Regions from separate parts of the Mus musculus genome. Here regions 1 and 3 are each linked to region 2. A link is a contact called in public HiChIP or PLAC-seq and promoter capture Hi-C data. All regions are on one chromosome and are shown on one strand. Each heading gives the region's core, a stretch centred on a gene start, on an enhancer-like site or on the middle of the called end of the contact. The rest is flanking DNA. Distances are from core to core; before and after follow the strand shown.

Evidence for each region. HiChIP or PLAC-seq counts read pairs in DNA pulled down with a chosen protein or histone mark. Capture Hi-C pulls out chosen DNA fragments and counts their contacts.
Region 1: a promoter capture Hi-C map of adipose tissue shows a contact between it and region 2, with 2.5 times the contacts expected there. The contact joins two enhancer-like sites. A contact is called at or near these places in 3 of 39 promoter capture datasets (the 3T3-L1 cell line, the C10 cell line and liver), 1 of 15 datasets of contacts at CTCF or cohesin (large pre-B cells), 1 of 115 datasets of contacts at active chromatin or transcription factors (astrocytes) and 1 of 9 other capture datasets (adipose tissue).
Region 3: a contact with region 2 is called in an H3K4me3 HiChIP or PLAC-seq map of embryonic basal ganglia, with 5 times the contacts expected there. The contact joins two enhancer-like sites. A contact is called at or near these places in 2 of 39 promoter capture datasets (embryonic stem cells and stem cell-derived epiblast-like cells), 1 of 15 datasets of contacts at CTCF or cohesin (large pre-B cells), 1 of 484 Hi-C or Micro-C datasets (bone marrow-derived macrophages), 13 of 115 datasets of contacts at active chromatin or transcription factors (bone marrow-derived dendritic cells, craniofacial prominence, embryonic basal ganglia and 10 more) and 1 of 9 other capture datasets (embryonic stem cells).

The regions. Positions count from the first base shown.
Region 1 is chr8:26,067,824-26,071,432 of GRCm38.p6, forward strand. It overlaps Hook3 (hook microtubule tethering protein 3), which reads right to left. Exons shown (of 22, transcript NM_207659.3): 10 at 3,235-3,375; 11 at 2,251-2,452; 12 at 736-846; 13 at 27-114. Among named protein-coding and RNA genes, the nearest start is that of 1700047A11Rik, 13 kb to the right of the region's middle. Within about 2 kb of position 2,263, at least 2 of the 459 cell types and tissues checked have an H3K27ac peak or open chromatin away from gene starts, as enhancers often do. A contact at or near this core is called in adipose tissue, where this site is marked.
Region 2 is chr8:26,992,377-26,995,834 of GRCm38.p6, forward strand. No RefSeq gene overlaps it. Among named protein-coding and RNA genes, the nearest start is that of Gm32389, 13 kb to the right of the region's middle. Within about 2 kb of position 2,200, at least 36 of the 459 cell types and tissues checked have an H3K27ac peak or open chromatin away from gene starts, as enhancers often do. A contact at or near this core is called in adipose tissue and embryonic basal ganglia, where this site is marked.
Region 3 is chr8:26,418,359-26,421,832 of GRCm38.p6, forward strand. No RefSeq gene overlaps it. Among named protein-coding and RNA genes, the nearest start is that of Gm31898, 19 kb to the right of the region's middle. Within about 2 kb of position 1,868, at least 16 of the 459 cell types and tissues checked have an H3K27ac peak or open chromatin away from gene starts, as enhancers often do. A contact at or near this core is called in embryonic basal ganglia, where this site is marked.

The DNA.
Region 1 (3,609 bases), core at 1,013-3,512, 920 kb before region 2:
AAAAAAAAAAAAAAAAAGACTTTTACCTTGAGTGGTGAGCTGCCCCTCCTGAGCCTGCACACAACGCAACTCTTCAATGGTTTCCTTCAGAGAATCTCTTTCCGTTCTTAACCTCTAAAGGAATAGAAAACAAAGATGAGCGCTGCCAGTTTACTAAGCAGGCTTTATCCAGGAAGAAGATTAACAGTAATGAACACAGGCTTACTTCTGGTTTCGATCTTTTATGGAGAGATTATGTGAGTAGAAACATGAAAATGCTTGTCTTTTTATTTTCTATTTCCACAATGCCAGATATCTTACTGCAAGGCAACACCTTACTCATGCTTAAGCATGAGACACAAAGCTAGCTAGTTTGTCCTTTACTATTTTCTTACCTTTCTTTTCATTAAACAAAGATTCAGGATGAAGACTAAATACTCAGACTAAAAAGCAAACTATGCTAAGTAGTGGCAGAACAGTATCCTCCACGGGAATTACACGGGAAACAGAAGAGCTACACACATGAAAGGCAGAGGAAAAAGATGTAAGGGGCAATGATAAAAAAATATGTGTATATTAAACAAATGAGAACTGAACTAAAACTGTTCCTTGAATCTTTATTTCTGGGAAAAAGAGGGAACTGTGACTTTAAAGTAGAAAAGTTGATTTGAAAAGGAATTAATGTAGTCAGAAATGAGGTATATTCCAGCCTTAATTTCTGCACTCTGAGAAACAGAATGCCTATTACATACTTACATCTTTTTCTTTCTGAAGACCATCAACTTTTTCTTTTAGCCGCTTATATTCAAAATCTAACTTATCTGCTTTCTTTGATTCGTCAGATAATCTATTTTGCAGCTCTACAACCTGATACAAAATATAAAAATGACATATAATTTCAATTTTTATAATTTCTATAACTTGAAACATTAGAAATTGTGATCAAGGTGGTGGAATGTAGCTTAACAATAGAGTATATGCTTATTAGTGTGTACAAAGGCCTCATATGCTCAACACCCAGCATACCCCCTCCAATGTAAACAAAACAGATTTCAGAAAATACATCAATCTCGTCTACAGGTATATGAAGATCCTATCCTCACCATACTTGAATAAGTTTATATAATTCATCACTCTAACAAAAGGGAGAGAAGTAGGAAATAAAGCCTGTCTAGGTAAGACAGGCTCCTAGAGTCATCTAGAAAATGGTAATAATTATCAGAGAATCTATAGGGGCTTTCATTCCTTGCAAGAACGAGATGGACAGGAAGATAGGAAGAAATACCAGTGATGGTAAAACTCAGTTACACAGCCCATCTTAGAAGGGGCTAAAATGACAGTGGGAGATGCATGCATATGCTGTGGGTAATGAGAGGTACCAACAAGAGGAACCAAGAGCTTTGAGTTTAACAGGAATGAAGAGTTTATTTAAAAAAAGCCTGGCTGTGAAAAGGAAGAACAAGGAGAAAATACCAAGCAGTCTGGGTATGGGCTGTTAGAAAGTGCTAGGACTTTTAACCCTAGCACTTAAGAGGCAGCAGTCAGCAGATCTCTTAAGTTCCAGACACACCAGGGATACATGTGATAGTGTCTCAGGGGACAGGAGGGAACAGATTCCTGCAGGTTGTCCTATGACCTCCATATGCATGCTGAGGCACACCTATGCCCCCTGCAACCAGTAAATAAAATGTAATAAATCTGAAATAAATATAAAAACAGCTAAGCATCATATGGTAGTGGGATAACAATGTCCTCCACAGCACATGTATTTGAATGCTTGGTCATCAAGGAGAACTTCTGAAGAAACCACAAGTATTAGGAGGTGTGAATCTGTAGGAGGAAGTGTGTCACTGGTGGGCTTTGAGGTTCTAGAAGCTCAAGCCAGGCCCAGTGTCACTCTCTCTTCCTGCTGCCTGCAGGTCAGGTTGCAGAGCTCTCAGTTCCTTCTCCAGAACCATCACGTCTCATGTCTGCCCGTGTGTGTGTGTGTGTGTGTGTGTGTGTGTGTGTGTGTGTGTGTGTCACCATGCTCCATGGACTCAGCCTCTGAAACTGCAAGCAATCCCCCAATGAAATGTTCTCTTTTGTTAGCTGCCTTGGTCATAGTGTCTCTTTACAGTGACTAAGGCAAATCACAAAAACAAAACTTGGTAGAGTATTCACTCGATTTGACTGAAAGGCCTGCACATGATTGCTAGTTTAAAAAGTCATGCATTGCGACACAGCCCTTGCCAGGCAGCACTAAGAAGAATTCTGCTTCTGTTCTCTTACTTGTCTCTTGTATGTCTCAAGCTGTCCCCGGGCGGCATTAGCTTTTCTTAACTCTTCCTCCAGACTGACAGTGTTCTGCATGTACATCGTATTCTTTTCTTCCAAGAGCTTAACCTGCCGCCTCAAATCTCCAAGGTCTTCCAGCTTCTTCTTATAAGATTCGACTTGGCCTTCTAGTTTAGATACTTTATCAGAAGAGTGTCTAAAACGACGGGAACTCAGTCAGAAGCATGCCCACAGCTGTAGAGCTGTTTCAGACAATGTTAAAATAGTAGACGATACCAGGACTTAACACACATTAAATTCCTTAAACATACATGGCTTCCTCCTCAGGAGGACGACGCAAGGCCATCTAGTGAGTCTAAGCAATTGGGTGTGGTGGGTAGCAGACAGATGAAAAGAATTATAAAAATATAAATTAACAGCTCCGAGAGAAATGGGAGACAGGGCTATGGACTAGTGAGTAGCAGCCCGGAGGTAAGAGAAAACATCCCTAACGGGAAAAGGGACTAATTCACAGCATGTGCGTTTCTCTGCACACTGTAGTGTTCTTAAACAAAAAGGGCTCCCACGAGGACGAGATTGTGAAAGAATGGTGAACAGTGAGTACCTACACGGAGAACACGGGAAAGGAAGGAGAAAACTGCCAGCAAAGAAATGAAGTCAGTCTTTATGACACAGACCAAGGGCTAGGAGGGCTCACAGTTAAAGAAGAGTAGCAAGAAGGAAGAGCCAGTGCAGACAGCAGTGGAGTGACTGCCATGGGAATCTAACATTTATTTGATACTTATTTCCCTATTAATTTAAGTGCTTATAAAGCCATTTAGATACTCATTTACACTTTCTTTTTAAACATGTCTGTGTGCTCAGAGATGCCAGCGTCTGTAACCTCTGAGATGGAGCATTGTGTGTTTGCATCTGTGTGTGTCTGGGAGGCTGGGGGTGGCAGGGAATCCAACATTGCAGCGAAGGGCGACTCTTTACCTGAGAACGTCTATTTCATCCTTTAGAGACTGAGCTTCGTCTGCCAAAGTGGTCAGCTCATCGTTCTGCTGCCGAAGCTCAGAGATTTCCTTTTCTAACTCCTCACAGCGGATTCGATAATCGTCTTTGGCTGCTTCTAGTCTGCAGCCAAACAAAATAGATAAAAAGCACTATTAAGTGTCTCATAATTTTCCTTAGGGAGAAAAGAAAACAAATTCCATTCCTCCTGAGCATGTATCTCACTTCTGTAAGCATAAACTCTACCCAAGTCCTACCTGCCGTGAAAACAGGTTTAATCGATGCACAAAGTTCTCACAGCAGGAGAAAAGAGCAAAGGTTTCCAAATTTTTAACAAGAATATATATGAAGAAAAGC
Region 2 (3,458 bases), core at 950-3,449:
CTCCCTAACGAAAGGGCTAGGGACCTCTGATGTATTTGGTGACAACGATGGCCTCACAGTGCAATTTCTAGGCAGCTAAAGGTTGGCCCAAAGTGATAATGATTGGTGGTCACTGTCATCAGTGGTCACCAATGGGTACTGTCAATAGAATGGGCTCGGAGTTCAAATGAAATCGAGTGGGTCGCTGGGACCAGACTTGAGCCCTTCTCTCCTATAACATTAACTGGATGCTTACTGTGTGTGTATCAGACACTGGGCTGGCACTGGGCACAGGCATTTTCATCAACGGATGTCTACGGTTGCCTTCAGTAAGTCTTGACACACTTTGCCTAAAGTCACAATGAGATTCCTATCATGATTACAATGCCTGTGTATCCACCACCAGGACTGCGGCGTGCTGTTATGCAAGTGGAGCCTACATCAGTCAAGGTAGTGAGCAAGCGAGCAAGCAGGGCCTCATAGCTACGTATGAGAGCCAGCACGGGCTGCATCCACAAAGATGTCCCATGGGGAAGCAGCAAGGGGAGCCATGATTACCTCTAACCCTGCCCTCTGAAGACCAAGGTTGAAAAGGAGGCCTTAGGCCCCTGGTCACAGGTTCCCCTCCTGAAGTCTGACACCAAATGTAGACTTGTGTTATGCTGATCACCAGCTACAAAAGACTTCTGGAGCCCAGTGCCCAACACACCAAAGCCCAGTCTTCAGGAAGCAGAGACTTGAGAATTCCAAGTTCAAGGCCTGCCTGGACACCTTAGTATAAAACTCAAAAAAATTTTTTTTGTTTTTTTGTCTCATTCCTGGAGAACCTACAGTGTGTGTTAAATGTGTGTGTTAAATACTACTGGACATGCTCCATGCACCAAAGTGTCTATGATCCAGTGAGAAAAAAACAATATTAACTCACACAAATAGTACAAATGATAATGGCAAACAAAGAAGATTCCGCCCCCCAAAAGTGCAAGACCTTCAGAACACCCCTAGATATCCCCAGAAGAGAAAGAAGAGCGCTTGCTAACAAGACAGCCTGAGCAAGACCCAAACAGGACTGTGCAGGGATACTGGGGATACCCGGCCTAGATACTCCGATGGGCTAACTTGTATGAAGAGCAGAAAGCCACCTAAAGCCAGCCAGTTGATTTTGTTTCCGGGCCACCTGAAGAGGTGCAGCCACCCAGCAGGTGGACAAGAGAGGGCCAGAGGCTCAGTGCAGGGAAGTAGTCGGACCAGCTTGCTTCAGCAGAAGGGAAGGGAGCTCCTTGCTTTGGGTTTGGATTTGAAATGAGTACTGCACTTGCTCAACCAACTTTCAAAGTCCCAGCTGCCCACCCTGGACTCTCATCCTCACAGGGACCACCTCCCTGGCTATGTTAGAGCATCAGGGATGATTCTCAGACGCCCTTCCAGGGCCACACCCACAAGATGGGACTTTCACCCACATATCCGCCCCCCCCCCTTAGTCACCTGCTTCCCACTTCAGACTCAGTTTCTCCCTTCCCTACTATTGGGGAGTCCTTAGCATATTCCTTTGTACCCTTGGACCTCGCTGTAACTGTCCCCCTTGTGCCCCTCCCCCTGAGCCATTCCTCCCCGGAGACATACTCACATGCATGCTCCCTCGCCTCCCCCCCCCAACCCTTCCCCTCCATTTGTTTCAATGAACAGCCCCTTTTATCTATTCTGTAGGTACAAATGAAGCTGTCAAATTTGATCAGGCGCTTGATATGACAGGCTGTGGGAGTCAGGACCCCTTGAACAGAGTGGGCCTTGTCTGTCACAGCCTGCCTGACACTTCCCATAATGCCCAGACTGATGAGATTCTGAGTAGGGCCCAGCACATTTTCAACTCTATTTTGGGTGAAAACCCTTCTTGAAAGCTCTTGAAAGGAGCTGGCAGTTCCGCCGCCCGGATGATTAATGAGGGCTGGCTTCACTGGACGGATTTCTCCTGGTGCCAACAGCCGTCCTCCCAACAGGCCAGAACATGTTGCCTCGGACTCCCCCAGTGTTTTCCCCGCAGACATTTACCCCCAAAAGTCCCTTCCCATCAGCCCTTAGAACGCTTCCTCCAACTCTCAATCCTTCCACCAGCCACGGTCTCTGCCGCGCTCCTCACGTTCTACCTGGAGCCGCCCCCACACATGGAAGAAGTTAGCCTCCCAGCTGAGGGGCCAACTGGAGGGAGCAGGGGCCTCTTGGAGGAGTGGGGGTGGCTGAGGGACAGCTGGGCTGAGACTGTGGAGGACTTGTGACCCATACACTCCTTGTGTGTATTCTGTGCCCCACATGGGTAGCATGAGCCTTTCTGCTTTCTCCTCAAGGATCTCAGGGGACAAAAGGCCCCAAAAGATAAAACGCTGAGTTCTTTGTTTGTTTTTGTCATCTGTGGGTGCTTCTCAGTTGGGACAACTACTGCCACACAAGTCAGGAAGGCCCCTGTGGAGGGTAGAAGGTTTAGTATCTTGGTCTCAAGACTCCTCTATCCACAAGTCCATGGGGATTATTAAAAGTGCTTCTCAAGACTTCTAATGCCCCCAGGGGCACCGCCAGCTAAGCCAGGGACCACCACACGGCAGAAAGCTCTTCTGTCCCAGGTTCCTAAAGAGCCAGGCTCAGTGTGAGCTTCCATGAACACATGAATCCTTCAAACCGTGCCCTCCCCACCCATCCCTGCCAACTGCAAGGTTCTCTCTCTCTCCTCTCGCGCTCTCTCTCTCTCTCTCTCTCTCTCTCTCTCTCTCTCTCTCCTCCCTCCTTCCCTTCCTTCTTCCTTTGCCAGTCCCTCCAACCCAATCCTGCTAGATGTTCTTTAGGGACTTTCAAACTCAGAACCCTTCAGAAACAAACAGGCTACAGGTAGCTGGGATTAGAAATTTGTCTTGCCCTTTCTTGCTAACCTCTTTGTTTTGGTTGGTCGGTTGGTTGGTTGGTTGGGTTTGGGTTTGGGTTTAGGTTTTGTTTGTTTGTTTGTTTGTTCTTTTGTTTTTGACATGATCCCCCTATATAAGCCAAGGTTACTTCAAACTTGCAATCCCACCCCCACCCCACCCCCGTTTCCCAAGTGCCAGGAATACAGGTCTGTGTCACCACTCACACATGGCTTCTTGTCCCTCTGAGACAGACCCTAGCTGTGTTGTTCAGAGGCCAGCCTCATGACTAACTGAGTTAACCAATAAAATTCATTCTGTCTCTCTTTCTCTCTCTTTTTTTAAAGCACTCATAGATGTCCCTTTCAAACTAGGTTTGAGGTCCAGGGAAGAAACCGTGTCTCTATAACCGGAGGGTCCCCCCTCACCCCCACTTCCCTTCCTCTGAGAAGAGATAAAGGAACTCCAGAATACTCCCAGGCCACGGGGTAACTGCCTAGCCAGCTTTGAGGTTACCCCCGGTCCACACTCGAACCTGAGACCATCAGCACCATCTACTATTTACAAAGCCCTTTTTCACTGCCAAGCAGTGGA
Region 3 (3,474 bases), core at 618-3,117, 570 kb before region 2:
TCTAGCGATTGTTAAAAGGAAAAGAAAAAGGAAAAAAAAGTGCTCTCCAGACAGATCTTAAGGAGGCTTTTTCTCACTTGAGGTTCCCTCTTCTCGGATGACTTTAGGCGGTGTCACATTGGCATAAAACTATCCAGCGCACTACCTCATTGTATTATTGCTTAAATGAAACCGTTCACATCACTTATTCAATATAGTAGCAGATATGCTGCACAGACACTAGGTCTTCTCTTCTGCTCTATCTTCCAACGGTATGAATTGCTTTTTGTAATACATCTATTTTATGGCATTCTGTTTAATGTTTGCCTTCTTAAGATGCCAAAATTGTACATTTGTCTTATTAATTTATTCTTATAAGGGCCCAGCTTATCTCAGGCTCTTTATAAAATGTATGTATAGCTTAGCTGTCATATCTGCCAGCTATCTGATGCCTTTAATGATTCCTAGGACAGCTGCTGTGATCAGAATGTGTCCACTTCAAAATCCAGATGCTGACAATGGAATGGCATTCAGGCGAGACCATCAAGAAGTGATTAAGGCACAAAGGTTCTTTTGTTCCAAATAGGAGCTGTCAAGGGGTCCAAGAGATGGCTCCTTAGTTAAGAACACTGACTGTTCATTCAGAGGACCCTGGTTCAATTCCCAGCACTCACATAACATCTCACAACTGTTTGTAACTATAGTTCCTGGGGATTTGATGTCCTCTTCTGGCCCCCTAGAGCATTGTGTGTACAAGGTACACAGATATTTGTAGGCAAAGAAAACACACACACACACACACACACACACACACCAAAACAAAACAAAACCAGGTAAGTGGTACACAACCAGGATTTAAGCAACCTTTGTCCCTTTCCTTTTTTGTTCCCTTCAGAGGATGTAACAAGATGCCATCTTAAAAACAGATGCAGACAGTCAACCTGCCAGCACCTTGGCCTTGAACCTTGTATCTTCCATGGGAACTATGGGAAATAAATGTATACTCTTTACAAATTTCCCACTGCCGAGCATCTTAATGACATTAACAAGAAAGACTCAGAAAACAGCCATATCATGGGATTGGCATAATTTTATTTACAAGTTTTAGAATCATCACAGAGGCTAAAAGTGAAACAAACAAACAAACAAACAAACAAACAACAAAACCAACAGTTCCAGTAGCTTCTAGCAGTGAAAAATCCTTTGTACCCTAGCGAAGCATCTATGTGCTACTTGAACTGACTCTTAGATTTGAGAACACCCACAGAGTAGTATATTAACCTGGGAAAGTCTTACTGGATTTCAGAAGGAATAGGCTTCTCTTTTACTGAGAGAGATGATTATTTACCATGTCTGAAGGGTGGTTGGGTGGCCGTGGGAACGTCTAAAGATATACGAGCAACTCTGACACTTGCTTTTGATCCTCAGTGGACTCTGTTAGAAGCTTACCTGAGTCGTTTCATTGCAGCATCTCTAGCTCATTGACTCAAAATAAAGAGGGGCATGGACATGATGGGAGACGCAGAAATGAAGGCTAGAGAGAAGTGCATGCCTTCTGCTTAGTTAGTTTTACTTATCAGATAAGAGGTAAGATTTGAGTCCTGCCTGTCTCACAACACTGATACAGAGAAAAAAAAATTATGAGGGTGGCAGGAAGGGAGGAGGGAGGGAGGGAGGAGGGGAGGAGAGGAAGGGGGAGCTGGATGGATCTGGATTGGCTGCAGCATGAATCATTAATTTTCCCAGGAATGATCAAGAGTGTCATTAGGATGCATTAAGCATCGTCTAACGGAGTGCGGGTGTAGGGAGGAAGACCGGTTCTCTCTGCGTTATTGCATAATCGATGTGGATTACTCAAAGCTGCTCACAGAATCTCCTCACTCCATTAGCACAAGACCTGGCTCAGTGCTTCACCCCTTCCTTGAGTCTCTCCTCTGGGGATGGAGACCTACTGCACAGAAGAGAGAGCCCCAGGCTTTTCATAACTGCAACCCTGGGCTACCCAGTGCTGCTGACTTGGGGTGGGGTTGGGAGAGACATGGGAGAGCCCTATCTTTGTTTTATCAACACATTGATTTATATCTGGAAGCTAGGGTGCCTTTCACCTGATTCTTGCCTCCCTCCTTCTTCCCTTCTTTTTCTCAATTCATTCTATATAGGACCCTTGTCTGCCTCCTTCAGAGCAACCCTCTCTCCTCCACCCCCTTGAAGGCTTCACCTCTCTCCATCTTCCCCCAGTTCTCCATCTCATTTTCTGTCCCTTTAGATGAGGTCACCGTGACTGCATGAAGGACAAGAGGCTCAGGAGAGGTCAGGCATTAGCACAGCTATAACTGTTCAGCTACTGAAACTGGGCGAGCCCATCCATCACAGCTCCACCACTCCATTAGGCCTCCTGTGAAATATGCCCCGCTCCGAATCGCACAACCATACATCTCCCGGTCTAGACACCTTCCTGTTGTGTGAAGATCAATGCCGCACGGTCATGCATCATGTGTCATCCAGTAGCCGTCCGTCTAATAACCATGTCTATTCTCTAGTCTGCAGTATAAATTATAGCACCAGGGAAGTACTATATTATGCAGCAACCTTGGTTGCTAATGGATTATTGGGTTTATTGGTTGATAATGTGAACTCCCTCTCTTTCTTTTCTTTTTCCAACCCTTCCATTCCCCTATTTCTGGCTGAATCTCTCTTATTTATTTATTTCTCTCTATTTTTATTTTATTTGGTTCAGGTTTGAGTGATGGCTGCTTTAGGCTTCTGTCAACAGACTCCTCTATCAAACCTCTAAAATAGGCCCAATTAGAAAGAGCTCTCCAGTGGTGCCCATTAGATAATGGATTAAGTCCAGCGGTAGTTGTTTATCCTTCTATGTCCCCGGGTTTCTGTTTTGGTGCCTCTTAAATGAAGGGCAGCTGTGGAGAGCCAAGGGCAGACTAGGCATCCAGGAATTCCTCCTATCCCACAGGCTCGTCTCCAGTACACCCTTTGTGGTTCTTGTCTCATAGTGTTTATAGCCACTATTGTACTCCTGGCTCTCAACTTTGCCTCTCTGAGTAGATAGAGGGAAGAAATTTCTAATTATAGCAAAAAGTTCTGAATGTAAAAAACAAACAAACAAACAATGAACAACTCAAAAAAAAATCAGGGCATCCTGGGTATTATGCACTGCAGGCAGAAATGAGCAGGTCTCTTCTCTAGGTTAAGTTTGTATCTGGCAACAGCAAAGCCAAGCAGTAGATTTGTCTTTAATTTCTTCTACCCCTCTGCTTTCTCCCTTCCTCTTACCCTCTCCTTCCTTTACTGTTCCCTGTTCTTCTCCCTCCTCCCCCTTCCTTCTCTATGCTCCTCCTCCTCTCCATTCCCCTCCCCCTTCTTCCTCCAATCTCCCCCTTTCCTTCTTTCTTTCTGTTGTATCCACAAGCCTGGTAATAGTTTAGAGTTAAGTCTCAAAGGGATGAGAAGATGTAGGGGGAGTCTGGTTCAGAGGTC